Linked DNA regions of Sus scrofa: region 1 is linked to region 2. A link is a contact called in public targeted proximity ligation data. All regions are on one chromosome and are shown on one strand. The core of a region is the stretch at or near the end of the contact, and the rest is flanking DNA. Distances in the headings are between cores, read along the strand shown.

Region 1 (7,233 bases), core at 1,641-4,140, 63 kb before region 2:
CTCTGAGTTAATTTTCCACGGACACATGAAAAAACTGAAGCTGAGAAAAAGTATAATTTTTCCTGCACACACCTTCATTTCCTAGTTAAACATCCTTTTTACGTACCTCATGAGCCCTCTCTAGAATTCTAGAAGAATTAGAAAGTTAAACCATCAGTGACCAGCGACGTCTTAGTCTAGCAGATTTAAGTAAGGCTAAGGCATGTGTGTTGAGTGAGAAAGTGAGCGAGTGAATAAGTGGCAAAGTGGACTTGATTTTGAGTTTTCCAGCTCAACACGGAAAAGATGGGGAGATGCCACAGCTCCACAAAGGATAGCGAGGATTAAAGCACTTGCTCTGAGTTTTCACTCCTGAAACTTAAGAAGAATTTTCTTGTCACTAGGTTTCTGCTGTGATTTTTTTCTTTTTCCCTTTTACAGTTGCACCTGCAGCATACGGAAGTTCCTGGACTAGGGGTCAAAATCTGAGCTGCAGCCACAGCTTACACCATAGCCATGGCAACTCAGGTACCAAGCGGCATCTGTGACCTATGTTGCAGCTTGTAGTAATGCCAGATGCTTAACCCACTAAACGAGGCCAGGGATCGAACCCCCATCCTCACAGAGACAACAATGTCAGCTCTTTCACCTGCTTAGCCACATGGGAACTCCTCTGCTGTGATATTCGATGGTTTAACTATGAAAATGAAGGTCCCAGAACTGCAGGTCTTGGGGTACATCTACTAAAGAGTTCATTTGGAAAGCAGGGGTGACAAGGAAAATATTGCTTCTGAGGGAAAGAAGTTCAGGAAGTTCTCAGGCAGTAATGAGACAAGGAGAGCCTCGGTTGGGAGAATCAGGATATGAAGTATGAACTCTTATGCTTATGGCTATAGTTTATGCTACCAACAGGAACGTTTGACTCTAGTGCACACAACTTAATGAAACCAGGCACCCATGTAATGCTCTTCTTCTAAAGGCGATTGTCCCTGCCTGGGAACCTGCATCTGGGAGAAAGAAAATCCTGTTCACAAAAATCACAAGTTGGAACTTCAAGTCCTGTGCTGAATCAGCCAGAGAGCTGAGCTGTCTGAGGGAAAAGCTGAGGTTCCTAACAGCTGACAATGCATCTGTGGGGTAAATGTGGCCATGTGCTGCGCAAGGGCCATGGTGCCCTTTCTGGAAAGTGTGAAACCTCAGAACTTCCTCTTCCTGAGGAGAGGAACTTTTACTGAGGAACTTGGCTGGAATTGGCAACTGTAAGAAGCAAAGAGGGAGCTCAAATAACACATACCTTACGGTAGGCCAGAATATTTCCAAAATAAGGCACAGGTGTCGGCCCAGGAATCCCCAGCTTCTTAAAAAATCCATGTGAATAAGTCCCATATCTACAAAATCAAAGAGAAAACCAGGTCACAGGGACTGAGGAACAGGTGCTGGGGCTGGCTAGTCAGTGACTCAGACCTGCAATCATCAACCTCAGAGGTAACATGTAGGCAATAAGCAATTAGTAACTCAAAAAGGAATAATTACATTCACTCTTCATCTCATTTCCCACCACTATGAGATCCATCAAAGGTAATAATGATTAGCTAAAAGCAGCTGAAGTCTAAAAGGTCCCAATCCTAGAACAAATATTTCATATATGTTTCCAGTTTGAGTGCTCCTGAGTTCAGGCTGGTGTTCTTCCAGAAAACTAATGTTAAGAGTTACTTGATTCTGCCATAATTTGGAGATTCTCATTCTAGGTAGAAATGAGAAAAAAAATTCTGTACCACTGAAAGCTCTAGCAACTTTTTCTCAGTTAACTTTGATCTTCAAAACAGACAGAGATAGTGAGACAGTGAGACACCAATATCACTTGCTATCACTCATATGTGGAATCTAAAAAAAAAAAAAAAAAAAAAAAAAGGATGCAAGAACTTCTTTGCAGAACAGATACTGACTCACAGACTTTGAAAAACTTATGGTTTCCAAAGGAGACAGGTTGGGGGTGGGGGGATGGCTGGGGGTTTGGGATGGATATCCTATAAAATTGGGCGGTGATGATCATTGTACAACTATAAATGTAATAAAATCCATTGAATAATTAAAAAAAAAACAGGGAAAGGAGGACCTATTTAGCACCCCAAGCCCAAGGCTATGGAGGAGACAGGTCTGGACAGTTACTCACAGATAGAGGAGCACCAGGCTGGTAACCAGGAGAAGCCAAGTTTCCACAGAAAAACTTGGAATCAGGTCCATGGCCACCGTCCTCTGGGGTTCCCTCCTCTGAGTGTCCCTTCAGCTGTGTGTGCTGCTCTGAGAGTGTGGAGGTCCCCTTGCTGCCCACTAGAGAGTCATTGGGGCTGGAGGTTTAAGTGCTGGGAAAGGAGGTGGGGCTGGAGCTGCAGCCAATGGAAGAGCCCCCTGTGTTCCACCTGCAGGAGCCCCTCCTGCCTTGAGCGCTGGCAAAACATCATGGACACTCCAGTTAGTCCTCCCTTGAGTTCATATTCTATGGGAATTCAATAACAACTCAGTCAGGGTTATCAGTAATCCCAAGCATTACAGAAACTCACATAAAACCACAGGCTATTAATCTCCTCTAAAATGCACTTGTCTCCATACCTGCCCACATGTTAAAATACTTGAAATTCTTTTGACAATCTAGATCGACAGATCTTTACCCATGCAGTTTCCTCTGCCTAGAAATTCCCTTGTTTTCTCTCTACATCCACTGCTCATCCTTTAAATCCCAGCTCAGACATAACCCCCTGTCTTAGAAATTTCCTAACCAACCTCCTCAACCAGATAGAAGCATTTCCTTTGCTGGGGTCTTCTGTCCCCTGCACACAAATCTATTGCCTCCAGCACCATTGCTGGTTTCCTCACCACTCTGTCCCCTCACCAGATGGAGAGTTTGGGCACAGTCTGGGTATCAGTTGCAGTTATAGCCCTGGTACCCAGCACGGTGCTTTCTACAGAGTGGGAATCAGAAAGGTTGGTGGAATTGTGTTGCTGGAAGTAAGACCACCAGGTCACCGCATGACTTTTTCAAGTGACTCATTGGTGACCACACCATCTTCCTGGATTGTTAGTACACCAGGAGTCCCGGCTGGGCCTCAGCCATCATCACTGCACATCCATGAGGATCCATCAGGATTCTGTTGACAAGAGGGCTCCAGAAGGAGAGGCAGAACATGGGGGAGATGGTGATGGTTGCATCAAGGGGTATCAATTCAGGACAATTGCTGTCCTGCCCTCAGAGTGTCCTGCCATAGACAGCAAGTTAGAAAGATTCTAGAGCAAAGAATGGCCCCTCTCTCTGGAAAGGCTGCAAGTCCAAGATCAATGGGTGTAAAGAGAGTGAAGAAAGGAAAGCAGCCTGGTGGCCAAGTGGACCCCAAACTCCTTATCTACCAGTGATGTGATACTTACCAGAGCAGATGGCTCCCTGCTTTTTTGATAAGTAGGGGATTTTTAATGGGTTTGAGAACTGGTAAGGAGAAGGCCTATAGCAGAAGTTGGTATCATCTGTGAGCCCCACCCCATTCCTGAAGAAACCTGAAAATTGAGGCTCTGGAAATTACATGACCTCATTGTCATGACTCTGATCCATGTCCTGTGTCTCCTTGGCCTGAGAAACCATGAATTATGTGAAAAAAATCACAAAGATTCTTAAACTCAATGGAAACACATGACATTTAAGCTGTGTGTGTGTGCTTCCTTCTTGCTTCATCCTTTCTCACTTCAGACCTTCTGCAGAAAGAGAGACCTCCATCCCTCTAGTCTGTTAGTCCCTTGGACTTCTGAACAATAGCCTGAATGAGTGGGTGTCTCATTGATAAATTGCAGTGAGTCCCAGCTATGTCATCTGCTTTCTTTATTTCCTTGGGAGCTTATCTCACAGCATGAAATTTCTACCATCATAGTTAGTCATCTTTGCGTTCATACTTTCTCCAGGAAGCACCTGCTAAGTGAAATGCATGAACACATCTATTCATCCGTTCATTGACTCAAGGCCAAGTGGGTGAATGTCAGGTTGTCTAAAAGCCCATGTTTTCACATACGGGCTTGTCACATGCTTTCAAAGCTCTATATGCTTAGGACACAAAAATGACCAAGACTTAGACATTATTCAGGTTGAAGTTAGGGACACAAACAGGTAGTTTTAGAACAGCCAATGTGAAGTAGTGACACAGGTATGAGAACACAGTGTCTCATCAACGTAAATGGCCTATCTTCTTTCTTAGTTCTTGGCAATCAGTCAAAGGTGAAAATCAAATAACACTCAGGGAAGCATTAGGCTCAGACATCAGTACAGGTAAACAGGTTGTCAGAGACTCAATGATGCAAGAAGCACAATAAGCCTGCTATTCCTTTCCCGTTATGCTGTTAGCCAAGTGACTCCTCTTCCGGGAAGGCTGTCCTGACTTCCACTTCCACTGGCTCAAAGAATTGATCACCGTATAAGGAAGCAACATTAGTCTGGAGTGATTTATATGTTAGATTCAAATTTCATAGGTCACAATCTGTGTGAAAACAGTGTGAGCAAGATTGTGTGTTTATAACTCTGCTCCCATGCCTTCATTGTTTTTAAAATTAACGTGTATTTGATTTACAATGTTGTGTCACTTTCTGCTATACAGCAAAGTGACTCGGTCATACGTGCATTTTATACACACACACACATTCTTTTTTAGTATTCTTTTCCATCACGGTCTATCCCAGGAGATTGGACATAGTTCCCTGAGCTATAGAGTAGGACCTGTTGCTGTTTATCCATTCTAAATGTAATAGTTTGTATCTGTATCTACTAACCCCAGCCTCTCAGTCCATCCCACTCCCTCCCCCATCCCCCTTGGCAACCAAAATCTGTTCTCCTTGTCTGTGAGTCTGTTTCTGTTTTGTAGATAGGTTCACTTGTGCCATATTTTAGATTCCACTTATAAGTGATATCGTATGGTATTTGTCATTCTCTTTCTGACTTACTCCACTTTATATGATAATATCATCCCTGAGGTTTTGCGAACAGTATTATTTTTTTTTCTATTTTTAAGCTCATTTCTTCATTCTTTGCGGTAGGGCAAAACTTGATAATGCCATTCTGGGGTAACAGGTGGTATTTAAGTGCTGGTGGCTTGGGGAAGGGAATAAACAACTTTTCGGGGTCTCCTGGTTTCCAGGATGGGAAGGATGGTGGGATGGGAAGATAGTGACTGAACATTCTCTCTTAGCCTTAGAGGAGGTGGGCACCTCACCCCAACATTGTTGTTGGCTGGGGTCCATGCCTGCTGCATTTAGGTCATGTGTTAAGATTAACTATAAAGAAGCTAAAAGCCTGCTCTCATGAAGCCTACACTTAAAGGGGAAAGAGACTCTAAACTAGTTAACTTCACAAATAAATACCGAGATGTAGGTCAGGACCTGTGCTTCCTTAGCATGGACGTGGTTGACCTTTCTTTCCTTAAACTCTGTTCTTCTTGAAAGACATGAAGACAAGAGAATCAGAAGGATGGATGCGATGGAAGCGTGTGAACTTGGGCATCCTGGGGTCTGTTTCCTCATCTGTCTGAGAGAGAAACTGACCAGAATTGACCTAAGACGACCTTATCCCAACCACAGTCCCCTTCACTGCCTGCCTCTCTCCACCTCTGTGTCTCTCCTCCTTCTCTTATATGTCATTTAAGATCCCCAAGTCTCCCAGCCCAGTCAGGATCCAAGGGTCCCTGAAGCCAAGACGGAATCAAGAGGGACCTGGCAGAGGACAACCACACATTTAGGTCCTGAGCTCTCAATTCTAAAGTAGTTTTTCTATTGGGACTGCAGAGAGGGGAACATCATACCACACTGACCACACACACACACACACACACACACACACACACACAGAGGGAGAGGGAGAGAGAGGAGGAGAGGGAGATGGGGAGATAGGGAGAGAGAGAGAAAAAAAAAAGTCTTATCCTCAAGCACTGGGCCAGCATTAAGAGATTCAATCCACCCAACAGACCTGTGAGATAGGTATCGGTATGATCCGTCTTTTAAGAATGAGCAAGCTGGGACACAGAAAATGTAAATGACCATTCAATAAGGCACTCACAGATTTCAAAACCATCTGTGGTCACCAATCTGGAAACTGTTAGGAGGAGGGAAGAAGTGGGAGGGTGGAAATAATATATCCACACTACTGTATAAAATAGATGAGTAACAAGAACCACTGTATAGCCCAGAAAATCTACTCAATAGATTGTAAGAAGCTATGCAGGAGAAAAGAATGGCTATATTTATATGTATGATTGATTCCCTTTGCTGTACTCTGAAACTCATTTGACATTATAAGTCAACTATATTCCAAAAAAATTAAATTTTTAAAAAAGAGATGCATTACAGAGTTCCTGTCGTGGCTCAGTGGTTAATGAATCTGACTAGGAACCATGAGGTTGCAGGTTCAACCCCTGGCCTCATGCAATGGGTTAAGGATCTGGCGTTTCGTGAGCTGTGGTGTAGGTCGCAGTCGCGGCTCAGATCCTGCATTGCTGTGGCTGTGGTGTAGGCCAGTGGCTACAGCTCCGATTAGACCCCTAGCCTGGGAACATTCATATGCTGCAGGTGCAGCCCTAGAAAAGTCAAAAAGACAAAAAAAAAAAAGAGAGAGAGAGAGAGATGCATCACTAATTACTCTCAGAGTCAGGAGTCAAATTTAGATTATCTTGTCTGAGAGCCCAAGGTCTTAACTTAAACTAAGCCCAGCCTTTCCCAAGAGTTTAGTGAGGGGACTGTCACAAGCCCAAGGCTTCAGAGTGGGTAGTGACCAGGGCTCTGCCCCAAGCCAGAGACATGGTGAGGCCCCCTGGCAAGTCCATCGATGGCAGCTGGAGTGAGGTCGGAGTATATTTTTTCAGACCCCCACACACTGCACCATGGAGGGGGCCCCTTCCCATGCCCTGAAGCAGAAGCCCTTCCACAGACTTCACAGCAAAGGAAGAAGAGGAGGAGGACTTCCTCGGGGCTGCTCACTTTCTACTCCATCCCGAGTTTCTCTTTGCCGATGAACTAACAACTATCATCTCTGCTGTGCTCTACAACGTTCCCTCACATCTCTCTTAATCCATCCTCGTGAAAACTCTGTGAGACAGACAGTGCTGGAATTATGGAATTCCCATTTGACAGAGTAGACACAGAAGCACAGGGTGGGAAAGGGTCCCAGCCAAGCAATTAAACCATGCATCCAGATCACAGAGCCAGATCTTGAGATTCTAGACGGCACCTACG
Region 2 (6,303 bases), core at 179-2,678:
CCTGTTTAAGTCCAGAGCTCTAGATTCTAGAGTGGCTTCCCAAATGGGACTGCAGAGAGGGGTGTACACACACACACACACACGGGCATAGAAAGCTAAACATATTGTTCGGAGTACTTGGCCTGCATTAACTGATTTAATCCACCCAACAACCCTATGAGCTAAGTATTGCCGTCATTCCTGTTTCACAAATGAACAAACTTGGGCAGAGAAAGGTTAAGGAACCATCCAAGAATGCATAAACAATAACTAGTAGAGCTGGGACTCAAATTTAGAAAGTCTAGGTTTCTAACTCAAGGCCTTACCTTGAACCAGGCCCATCCTTGCCCAAGAATTATGGGGGAGCTAGTCTCAGAGCCCAGGTATTCCGAGAGGGTGGTGAATGCCCTTGTCTCTACACAGACAAGGTGAGGCTCCCTCACAAGCCTATCGGTGAGAGTCGGGGTGAGGGTGGGGGATGTTCTCCCTGACCCCCACACGTCCCATCATGCAGAAAGCCTCCCTGCACTCCACCGGCCCCTGTGCCCTGAATCAGAAGTGCTCTCATTCACTTTGCATCAAAGGGAAGAGGAGGAGAGAGATTTCCTCATGGCCACTTGCTTTCTACACAATTCCAGAATTTTTATCATTCCAAGTTAACAAAGAACATCTCTACTGCAAAGTACTGTTTATAAAGTTCTTTCATGTCTCTCTCTCTCTCTTTTTTTTTTTAAGTCTTTTTAGGGCCTCTCCCACAGCATATGGAGGTTCCCAGGCAAGGGGTCCAATTGGAACTGTAGCTGCCAGCCTGCACCACAGCCATAGCAATGTCAGATCCAAGCCAGGTCTGTGACTTACACCACTGCTCACAGCAATGCTGGATCTTTAACCCACTGAGCAAGGCCAGGGATCAAACCCACAACCTCATGGTTCCTAGTCAGATTTGTTTACACAGCATCACGATGGGAACTCCCTCATATCTCTCTTAATTGATCCTTAAGGAATATTTGTGAGGATTTCACGTGGGCTGGGATTATTTAAATCCCTCTTTACAGATGCAGAAACAAAAGCTCAGGGTGGGGATGAAACCTGCCCAAGCAATTAAACCATGAATCCAGGACATATGGTCACAGCTGGTGATTCATACTTACTTGGATTCCAAGGTGCCTCCTGAAATAATTTGGCAGGTTGGGTCAGCCTTAATAGTTATACAATAAATAAATGATTTCCTTCCACTCCTTTCAGCATGATTCCACTGTTGTACAAACTCTACAGAGCTGGTTTTGGCCACAAAATCACAGCACATCGTTCTGCCTACTAAACGTTATGTTTTCACTGAATTCGTGATGTTAGCCAATAGGAGATGTTGCAAACAGGTCTGACATGTAGGAATCAGAATCATCTGGGCTTCCAAGAAAGAAGGCAGTAAAAGATGATGAAATCCGTGAATGAAAGAGGAATCAGAGAATGGAAGGCAAGTGTCAGGAGACCACGACAAAGGCAAATAATGAAAGAGGAAGTATTGGGGGAAGGAAAAGATGAGCATCACAGGTCATATTGCGAAAGAGAGGCAAAGCGTTGGTGGTCTCTCCTCAGTGTTGCAGTAACCTCTGCATGAGTTTGGCCTGATCCTAGGCTAGTCTCACCCAGGGAATCCCCTCCTCTGTCACCAGACAGAGCCTGGTAAAACATGGATTTTGTAACATTCCTCAGTTGCTCAGACCTCTCCACATGCTTCCATCATCCACAGGATAAAACCCATGTCTGGCGGTAGCAACTCAAGACCCTTGTTGGTCCCTTGGGCTGCTTCTGTCTCCTGGCTATTGTAAACTGTGCTGCCATGAGCATAGGGGTATATATCTTTTCAAATTTATGTGTTCATATTCATTTTCATATTCATTCATTCATATTCATATTCATAGACACCCAGAATTGGAAGTGCTGGATCATATGGTAGGCTACTTTTCGTTTTTGAGCAGTTTCCATACTGACGTCACAGTGGTCGTACTAATTTACAATCCCACCAACTAGGCAGGAGAGTTCCCTTCTCTGTCTATCCTGGCCAAAACGTGTTTCTTGGCTTTTTGATGAGAGCCATTCTGAGGGAGGGGTGTGAGGCTTGACTTGTTTTTCCTGACGATGCGTGATGTTGAGTACCTTTTCATGTGTCTGTTGCCATCTGCACGTCTTCTTTGAGGGAAAAAAAAGGCTATTCATTTCTTCTGCCCATTTTTAATTGGGTTTTTCATTTTCTTCTTTTTATATTGACCCAGAGGGTATCACACTAAGTGATATAAGTCAGAGAAAAAGAAATACCTTAGGATTTCATTTATATGTTGAATCTAAAAAACCAAACAAACAACAGAGAAACAAAATCATAGACACAGAGAACAAAAAGATGGTGGGCAGATGGGAGAGGCACTGGGGGACAGCCACAAAAGGCCAAGGGGACAAATAGATACAAACTCCCACATATAAAATAAACAAGTCAGAGGGACACAATGTACACAAAGGGAATACAGTCAAAAATATTGGAACAACTCTGTATGGTGACTGATGCTTATTAGTCTTATTGAGGTGATCAAATCCTAATATATAAAAATATCAAAGCATTACATCGTACACTTGAAATTAACATTGTATGTTAAGTACATCTCATTTTTTAAATAATAAAAATAAAATGTGGAAAAAAAAAAGACTCATGTGCATCTGGTCATGGCTGGCTTCTTCAGTCTTATCTCAGACCACTTCTAAGGAGCACATGATGTTTTAAACAAGGTATGATCTGCCACTCCCCATGCCCGCCAAGATGAAACATAACTGATTCTTCTAGTATCTGAACAAAACTGTTCTTCCCCCTGGAAGGGGCCAAGCTGATTTTCCATCTGGTGAATTCCCAGGCTTCCTCTGGAAGTCAGGTGGGCACTATCTTCCCCAGCAACGCTTGTCCACAGTCTCAGCATGTGGGTGGTGGGGAGAGTCTTGCTTCTGCTCGCTCACAGTGGTTACTCAGAAACACAGAGTGCCTCTCAGGCCATGATGCTCATTATAATTATTAAAAAGTACACACGCCTGGGCCCACCAGAATATCTAAAATCTGTAGGATGATGTCTTAAACTGAAGAAGATCATACCTATTAATTTAACTGTTGCTAAGAACCATGAAAAATATTAGTTAAAATATTAGAAGCAATAGGCCAGTTCCTAGGAAAGCATAACTGACCAAAACTAACCCAAGAAGAATACAAAATTAAATAGTACAAAAGGTCTTTTAAAAATTAAGTGGAAGTCATCCTCCCACAAGGAAAGCATGAACTCCAGAGATTTCCCAAGGAAGAAGAGCCTGAGACCCAGGCTTTCCGGCTACTGTCTTATGGGGAAATTGAGCCCAGGGGAGCAAGGGTGAAGGAAAATAAAAATCAAGCATGAAAGGCAGGATCATCTATACCAGGTCCCTTAACCAACCTGGCCAATACTTGCTATTAAAAGCAACCAACTCTTTGATCAACAGAGGCCATCTTCTGAGAGGCCGTAGGACCACTGCATCCAGGACAGCCCAGCCAAGGGAAAGAAAGAGGAAGAAGCTATCCAATGATTTCCTTCTCCCTTTGGGCCAAGGTTCTGCCAGCAGGGCAGTAATTCTCTAAAACTTCTCTATCATACATGATCTGGTAAGTTGACAGGCACAGGCAAGCTTCACCTACACCAATTAAGCTGGAATCCATGAAAAGCTGGTCCCTGAAGTTGGGGCTGGAACAGACACCAAGAAAGGTGCACTAGTTCTTGATGCTGTCTAACACATTCTCCCAAAATAGAACAGCTGGAAACAACAAACATTTTTACATCACAGTTCTTGGGTTAGGGGTCCAGGTGAGGCTTAGCTGGCACCTCTGGCTCAAGCTCTCTCAGGAGGGTTATAGTCCTGCTATCGGGCTGGGCTACATCCCATCCAAAATGTCACCTGGGGGAGGATCCACCTCCAAGTCCTCTTAGGTGGTGTGGCAGGATTCACTTCCTCACAAGCTCGTGGGTTCCGTTCCCTGCTGGCTGTGGGCCAGGAGCCCCCCTCAGATCTTTGCCACCTGGGTCTCTCCTCAGGGCAGCTCCCAACATGGCAGCTGGCTTCCCTCAGAGTGAGGCAGGGAGCTCCCAAGGTGGAAGCCACAGGCTCTTATCACCTCATCTCAGAAGTGGCATCCCATCTCTTTTACCACATTCTATTCAGTAGAAGCAAGTCACCTGTCCAGCCTCACCAATGAGAGGGGTTACACAGGGGCATAACTGCCAGGAGGCAGCACCCTTGGCAACCTTCTCAGAGGATGTGACCATGGAGCTGAAGCCGAGATTCTGAAGCATCACATAAAAACAATCCAAAAAAGAAAACTATTGGCCAATATCTTTGATGAATATAGACGCAAAAATTCTCAACAAAATCTTAGCCAACCGAATCCAACAACATATCAAAAAGATCATACGCCATGACCAGGTTGGGTTCATCCCAGGTTCACAAGGATGGTTCAACATACGCAAATCAATTAACGTCATACACCACATTAACAAAAGAAAAGTCAAAAACCATATGATCATCTCAATAGATGCAGAAAAAGCATTTGACAAAGTCCAACATCCATTCATGATCAAGACCCTCGCCAAAGTGGGTATAGAGGGAACATTCCTGAATATAATCAAAGCCATTTATGATAAACCCACAGCAAATATAATACTCAATGGGGAAAAACTGAAAGCCTTCTCACTCAAATCTGGAACAAGACAGTGATGCCCACTCTCACCACTGCTCTTCAACATAGTTTTGGAAGTCCTAGCCACAGCAATTAGACAAACAAAAGAAATAAAAGGCATCCAAGTAGGAAGAGAAGAGATCAAACTGTCACTGTATGCAGATGACATGATACTATACATAGAAAACCCTAAGGACTCAACCCCAAAACTACTTGAACTGATTCATAAATTCAGCAAAGGAGCAGGATATAAGATTAACATTCAGAAAGTCAGTTGCATTTCTGTATACCAGCAATGAAACATTAGAAAAGGAATACAAAAAGACGATACCTTTTAAAATTGCACCTCACAAAATCAAATACCTCGGAATACACCTGACCAAGGAGGTAAGGGACCTATATGCCAAGAACTATAAAACTTTAATCAGATAACGTAAAGAAGATGGAAAGAAATGGAAAGATATTCCATGTTCCTTGATTAGAAAAATCAGTATTGTAAAAATGGCCATACTACCCAAAGCAATCTACAGATTCAATGCAATCCCTATCAAATTACCCATGACATTTTTCACAGAACTAGAACAAACAATCCAAACATTTATATGGAACAGCAAAAGACCCAGGATTGCCAAAGCAATCCTGAGAAACAAAAACCAAGCAGGGGGCATAACTCTCCCAGACTTCAAGAAATACTACAAAGCCACAGTCATCAAAACAGTATGGTACTGGTATCAAAACAGACAGACAGACCAATAGAACAGAATAGAGAACCCATAAATAAACCCTGACACCTATGGTCAGTTAATCTTTGACAAGGGAGGCAAGAACATAAAATGGGGAAAAAGAAAGTCTTCTCAGCAAGCATTGCTGGGAAACCTGGACAGCTGCATGCAAAGCAATGAAATTAGAACACACCTTCACACCATGCACAAAAATACACTCCAAATGGCTGAAAGACTTAAATATACGACAGGACACCATCAAACTCCTGGAAGAGAACATAGGCAAAACACTCTCTGACATCAACCTCATGAATATTTTCTCAGGTCAGTCTCCCAAAGCAATAGAAATTAGAGCAAAAATAAACCCGTGGGACCTAATCAAACTGAAAAGCTTTTGCACAGCGAAGGAACCCAAAAAGAAAACAAAAAGACAACTTTCAGAATGGGAGAAAATAGTTTCAAACAATGCAACAGACAAGGGCTTAATCTCTAGAATATGTAAGCAACTTATACAACCCAACAGCAAAAAAACCAATCAATCAATGGAAAAATGGGCAAAAGACCTGAATAGACTGTTCTCCAAGGAAGATATACAGATGGCCAACAAGCACATGAAAAAATGCTCAACATCACTGATTATAAGAGAAATGCAAATCAAAACTACCATGAGATACCACCTCACACCAGTCAGAATGGCCATCATTAATAAGTCCACAAATAACAAGTGCTGGAGGGGCTGTGGAGAAAAGGGAACCCTCCTGCACTGTTGGTGGGAATGTAAGCTGATACAACCACTATGGAGAACAGTTTGGACATACCTTAGAAATCTATACATAGAACTTCCATATGACCCCACAATCCCAC

The links.
Region 1: a targeted proximity ligation map of alveolar macrophages shows a contact between it and region 2.

Annotation. Positions count from the first base shown.
Region 1 is chr3:6,785,385-6,792,617 of Sscrofa11.1, reverse strand. It overlaps LOC110259856 (cytochrome P450 3A29-like), which reads right to left and starts at 2,890. Exons shown (of 13, transcript XM_021086162.1): 1 at 2,153-2,890; 2 at 1,274-1,367. The coding sequence starts at 2,223.
Region 2 is chr3:6,721,431-6,727,733 of Sscrofa11.1, reverse strand. No RefSeq gene overlaps it. Among named protein-coding and RNA genes, the nearest start is that of CYP3A29, 14 kb to the left of the region's middle.